2 separate regions of the Mus musculus genome follow, and region 1 is linked to region 2. The links are chromatin contacts, called in public Hi-C maps. All regions are on one chromosome and are shown on one strand. Each heading gives the region's core, a stretch centred on a gene start, on an enhancer-like site or on the middle of the called end of the contact. The rest is flanking DNA. Distances are from core to core; before and after follow the strand shown. Region 1 holds the start of Sgk1 (serum/glucocorticoid regulated kinase 1). Region 2 has its middle 52 kb from the start of Gm5420.

Region 1 (2,700 bases), core at 39-2,538, 140 kb after region 2:
GGGTTTTGTTGTTGTTATTGTTCTGTTTGGGTGTTGTTTCTGGCTAGGATCCCATGAATTCTAGTCTGGCCTCAAACTCTGAGGATAAGCTTGCATTTCTGATCCTCCTACCTTTAACCTCCCAACTGCAGGGGTTCTAATCCCATGTTGCCACAGTGTCTGTCGCTGTTTTGTTTTTTCTTTTGTTTGTTTGCTTGTTTTGTGGTCCTGAGGATTAAACTCATGGTTTCATGCAAGCACTCAATCAACAATTATTTTTAAGGATAGTTCTAGTGTATTTCCTACCAGTGAACGCTTACTGGTTTTGGATTTGAATGCTATATTTGAATAGAATGAGATGTCAAACAAGTGATTGAGTGGCTGAATTAATGAATGAGTGAATGAATGAGTGAGTGAGTGAGTGATCGTGTATGTCTATCTCATAGACCAAAGTACAGCCGGAGGTGAAGTAGCTGATCAAAACCACATGCTAACAGGGACCCCAAACCTTTTTGCTATAAATCCTATTTAAAAAACAAAACAAAACTCATAAAATATCAGCATCAAAGAGCACAAGTGGAAACGAGCTACGCATAATTAAATGTTTTTGTTAAATGAATTCACTTTGCAGAGGTTCAGGATAAGTTGGGGCATGTAAAAAGACTCGTCCTTGCTTCCTGTGACTCCCTTAGCATTGAATGGATTCAGCACGAATTTTTGGTGAAGGTCTGGGCAAGGTTCTGCCTATTGGTTTTGCACACTTTGTTTCTGTTCATTGATTTTCTCTTACTGCCGGCTTCTCTGTTGAAAAGGGTGGGCTTACCTCCCCAGTTGTTCCTTCTAATGTCACAGCGGAAGGAAGGGCATCCGAGGACCCTACAGAGTAAGAGACCATTCACTGCTACACATGTGTAGGCACATTATTTTATTTTTCAAGGTTTCATAGGGCAGGAACACGTTTGATGCCCCCCACCCCCTGCCTCCGGGGCTTGGTATCAGAACCGGAATCTGAAGAACTTCATTGAGAATTACATTATTGGGTCTGCATTTTACTCTGGTTACCACATTGTTGCAAAGAAAAACCAATTCAAAGAACCCTCCCAAGGGAATCCGTTGTTCTGTGTTTTCTGTGTCTCCTGACCATCCTCTGATCTTACTCACATATGCATGCATGCATCCTTGCTCCTTCCTGCCTTGCTTTCTCTTTCCATTTACCTTTCTGAGGAGGCTCTCTCCCTTCCTCCTTCCCTCCCTCCGGCTTCAGCTCTTTCTTACTCCTTCCCCCAGCTGCTTAACTACAGCTCCCACTGGAACCTACACAATCAAAAACAGCTCTCCTCCAGCAGCCTCCAGCAGCGCATCACCTGGAGCAGAGCGAGTCGCTCGCTCCCCGCTCAGCCCGGGAGCAGCTCGGTAGCTGGGGGCGGGGACGGTACCCTGCTCTCGCCTGAGCGCCCGCCAGAGCATCTCTGGATAGATTTGCTGTATCCCGCCATCCGGCCCCGGGGTCCTGTTGTGGTGATGCTTACGTTTCAAAGCAATGATGGAAAGAGAAAAGCCATTGCCAGTGGCCTCTGAAAGTGGGGCGAGTTACTGCAGTCGCTGCCGCAGCAGGATGAGCGAGTGAAAAACTGAGCCCCGTTAGCCTCTCCATCCCGTTCGGTCTTCATTCACCGTCTCCAGGAAGGCGGATCGGGATACAGATGCAGTAAACCAAGCCGGTGCCACCCTGGATCTATAACTGTGAAGTCCCTTCTGTGGAAGATGGTAAACAAAGACATGAATGGATTCCCGGTCAAGAAATGCTCAGCGTTCCAATTTTTTAAGAAACGGGTAAGCCCAGGTTGTGGTTGTTGCTTTTGTTTTCTACGCTGCTTCTCTCAAATGCTTTTGGAGGCTTGCCTAGGGTAAGCCTCGGGTTTTGTTACTGAGCCCTTCGTGAAAGCAGAGCTTCTGGTGTCAGTGGTCAAGGTGAGCGCTGGCCCTGCTGAGATTCATATTTGTTGGGGGGTGGGTAGGGGAGATGTTGATGGAAAGGGGGGGCTCAGAGGAGTTGCATTGGAAGAAGGGGGTTGGGCCGAGATGCCTTCAAATGGGTTTAAGATGGGAACTGAGATTTCTCAATCAAAGCCATGCCCAGGATTACAAGGCAGTTTCAAAGACAGCTGGCCCGAGTGCAGTTAATAAGAAGCAATTTAGTCTGGGCTAATTAAGTAGCTCTCTCGCTCTTATCTTTGAAGGGTTCAACTTTGCCACACCTTCCCTCCGTCTCAAGGGCTGCTGCATTTTCGTCTTCAATTGTTAGAAGCAGCTTTGGCTCCTCAAATCCATTCTGCCACTATCTCTATCTTTGGGGTAAACAGGAAAGGACCAGAGTGACCTTTGACAGAAATGATGGACTCCCAACATCTCAAACCCTCTATTTCAAGTTGCCTCAATTTTGCCTAGCACACGTGCCCTTACCAAAAGAATAAGGGATAGCCTGTTTTATAGCCCAAACTATGATTGGGGGGGGGGGCGTGCGGGGAGGGTTCTGCTGCTATGTACATTTGCTGTATACATTTGTTTAAATTCCTTTCATTCATAATGTTAGTAATGTCATAGGGCTGTAAATGAATAGACCTTTCTCTGTTTCACAGATAAACTCAGTTCATTGCAATGGCCACACTGGAGGTCTGTGGCTCTGCAAATTTATACATGAGTGGGGACTCAGAAATGAGT
Region 2 (2,960 bases), core at 82-2,581:
ACATAAAGGGACTGCAATGTAAGCCCACTAGTGATAGAGAAATCACAGAGCCACCTGGAAAAGGCTTTAAGTTAGATATGAAATACAGGTAGGGCCCACATAAATATTATATTTTGAAAAACAAGAACTTTGTACACAAATAGGCAGGAAAGACTGTTTGTGGGAAATGCCACTGGGTACCATGACAACAGTCCCACTGAAAAGTTCTATAGTAATAGACATATAAACATATTACATGTAATACCATAAATATATACCATGTAATACCATAAGCATATATCATGCAATAACATAAACATATACCATGCACTAACATAAACATATGCCATGTAATAGCATAAACATATACCATGCAATAAGTCCATGCAGACTTTCATACTCATTGAATCATGTAGGAAGAAAAGCTCTTTCTGCTATTACAATACTTAGAAGATCTATGTTATTTCAAAAATTAAATTGTCCCTTTATTTATTTATTCAGGCCTTTCAGGTCACTAGGGAATAAAAATGAAGTCATGTGTCAGGGTGGTTCTGGGTGGGACATGTGCCAGTCTGGGGTTCAGGATGGCTCTGGACTGGAGGCTGTGTGCTCTTTGGGGAGGCAGAGAGGCTCACACTTGCCCCCAGCATTCCAACATCTGAACATGAAGTTCTTGGCTCCTGGAGCAGCCGACCGATTAGCAGAGCCTCATGTGACCCACGGAGGACATTTTAATTACAGTCGGTCTGGTAACATTTACCCAGCCGAAGGTGTCTGGTTCGTTAAGTACCCCCCCCCCAGAAGCTGAATCTAAGAAACATATGCCAGACTGGCCTTCGGCCTGTGAAAGATAGGCAGGGCATCTGATCAAAATAGACATGATGACAAGCCCTCAGATTCATTTCATCTAGGGACAATCTCCTCGGGTTCTGTAATGACACCAAAATAAACTGCCCTAGGTTGAGAGGAACCGATACATTGTGTAAAAACCTACAGAGACACAGCTGTGCAGCCACCCCTGTACCCGACTCCAGTTTTCATATCTGCAACACGGTGAAACAGAAAATCCTTCCTGATCTTCGGCTTCAACCCACGGCAGACGGAGTGAGGATAAAATCAACCCTTCGCACCTAGCAGTGTTCAGTCCCTGGTACTTAGCCAGCCGCCCTAACGTTAACAAGCTTAGTTCTGGGAAGTACCTTCTGGACCAAAAGATAAGACCGCTCGTCCCCGGCAAATCGCATTTTCTCAAATATTTTTGCCCAAAGCTGAGGTGTAAGCCTTCTAATAGAATTATGCAAATTTTGTCCTAACTCTGAATGTTTTAAGAAGGAAACATCACTTTGAAGCGTCACAGATACGCGGGCCTGACACTGCAAAAGCAAGCTGGGGACTACAGTCAGTGATGGAGACAGGGATGATACCGGAGGCAGGACCTCCTGAATCTCTGAGGTGGTTATGTTTTGCACAGACTTCAAGCACCTCCTGCCTCGGAAGGTCAGTCTGACTGTGGATGTGAGGATGGAATTGCTGACTGGACATTAGGGGATTATCTGCTTGGCAGAACAGAGCCCGGTTCCAGTGCATCTTGCTCCTGATTTGAACTGGCTGGCGGAGCGCAGACATCCCAAGCACAAGGTTGGATGGTGAACATGGACAGCCAAGCAAGGCTTTTGTAGCTCCTAAAAGCAGATATGGTTGCTTGGGAAATAATTTTACGAGAGGCGTATTCCTTTATGTGATCTGGAAAGATGACTATAAAGAATGTGTCCAGTCTAATACATGCTTAACATTTCAGACTAGGCTACCATGCCTTTTTAAAATGTCCACACATGGAAGGTAGGTCAGCTATACTATGGGAAAGCACACAAATTGTTCTCACTCTTTGATTCTTGACCCCTTCACACACGTATGAACAAAAGCATTTATTTGAAATAGTGTGTGCCACAAAGCACTGTCAGATTGTGAACTCATACCTAAGTGGCCAATGAAAGCTGTGATCTTATTGGACGAAGCCTGAATGGCAACCCCAACCAAAACATAGTTTCCTGTTAGGAATTTCTTGAACTTGAAAGACAGAACAAAAGCAGAGGTGTTCCCAGTTGTCCTGTGAGCTGGGTTTCTCCTTGGGTTGTGTGTTTCTATCATTGTTGCCCTTCCAGGTGAATATAGTCTCTTTCAAAAGACAGTGGCTATACAAGGCAGAGAGGTCAAGGGGAGATGGGGTGTAGGCAGAGATGCTTGTCAAGCCTTTGCCTGTATCCCAGTTGACCTGATCTTTACTGCTGGCATTCTGTCCCTGAAAGACTTCAGTGAAAATACTCCTGTATATTAAAAAAACAAAAACGAAAAGCCACTCAACACAGCAACCTCCCTGAAAGGCCCAGGTTCTTCCCTCTCAGCCTGTGCCTTCTCTCTCTTGGCACTGCCCTGTCATGTACCCTTTGGAAGCAGCCACTTGACTGGCCGCTGTGAAGAGTGCTGCTAGCCCCAAACTTGTTTGCTCCCATCCGCCAATGCTATGTGCACTCTCAGCTAGCACAGCTGCCAAGAGGCTCAAGTTGGGAACACTAGCTGTCTCAAATATGTGATTCGGATTTCAAAACCAAGTCCTGTGCTCCTGGCACTCACAAGCTTCCAAGAAACTAGGGGCTTTGCTGTCACTGTCTTTACTGCAAGACAGTTTCTTTTGCAAGTTGCTTGTTATTTACTGGCATTAAAATCTGACATCTGGAGGTCATCGGAAATTGAAGAGTTGCTTTCCTGATTTATTTATTTTTATTGTTGGTCCAATCCAATCAGAAGGCACCTCTCCACAGCCTGTTACACAGTTTGTACCACTTTTGCTCCTGGGAGTTGTTCAGTGTTATTCAGAGGGAGTAACATTGGCATGAGCAAAGTGGAACCCATTTCTTCACTGATCGGCATGGATGGTACTCTTTTTATCAACTCTTGCCAAGGCCGTAGTTCGTAAGTAATTA

The links. Hi-C and Micro-C count contacts between places; a contact is called where the count stands out from the background.
Region 1: a contact with region 2 is called in a Hi-C map of the N1E-115 cell line, with 3 times the contacts expected there. The contact joins the promoter of Sgk1 here to the enhancer-like site in region 2. A contact is called at or near these places in 11 of 39 promoter capture datasets (the 3T3-L1 cell line, 3T3-L1-derived adipocytes, the C10 cell line and 5 more), 6 of 484 Hi-C or Micro-C datasets (the N1E-115 cell line, cerebellar granule neurons, cerebral cortex and 3 more), 2 of 115 datasets of contacts at active chromatin or transcription factors (embryonic midbrain and forebrain) and 3 of 9 other capture datasets (adipose tissue, embryonic stem cells and liver).

What each region holds. Positions count from the first base shown.
Region 1 is chr10:21,880,896-21,883,595 of GRCm38.p6, forward strand. Sgk1 (serum/glucocorticoid regulated kinase 1) reads left to right here and starts at 1,289. Exons shown (of 14, transcript NM_001161845.2): 1 at 1,289-1,812. The coding sequence starts at 1,744. It overlaps Gm46215 (a long non-coding RNA gene), which reads right to left and starts at 1,383. Exons shown (of 3, transcript XR_001779732.1): 1 at 1,298-1,383; 2 at 803-855.
Region 2 is chr10:21,741,035-21,743,994 of GRCm38.p6, forward strand. No RefSeq gene overlaps it. Among named protein-coding and RNA genes, the nearest start is that of Gm5420, 52 kb to the left of the region's middle. Within about 2 kb of position 1,332, at least 10 of the 459 cell types and tissues checked have an H3K27ac peak or open chromatin away from gene starts, as enhancers often do. A contact at or near this core is called in the N1E-115 cell line and adipose tissue, where this site is marked.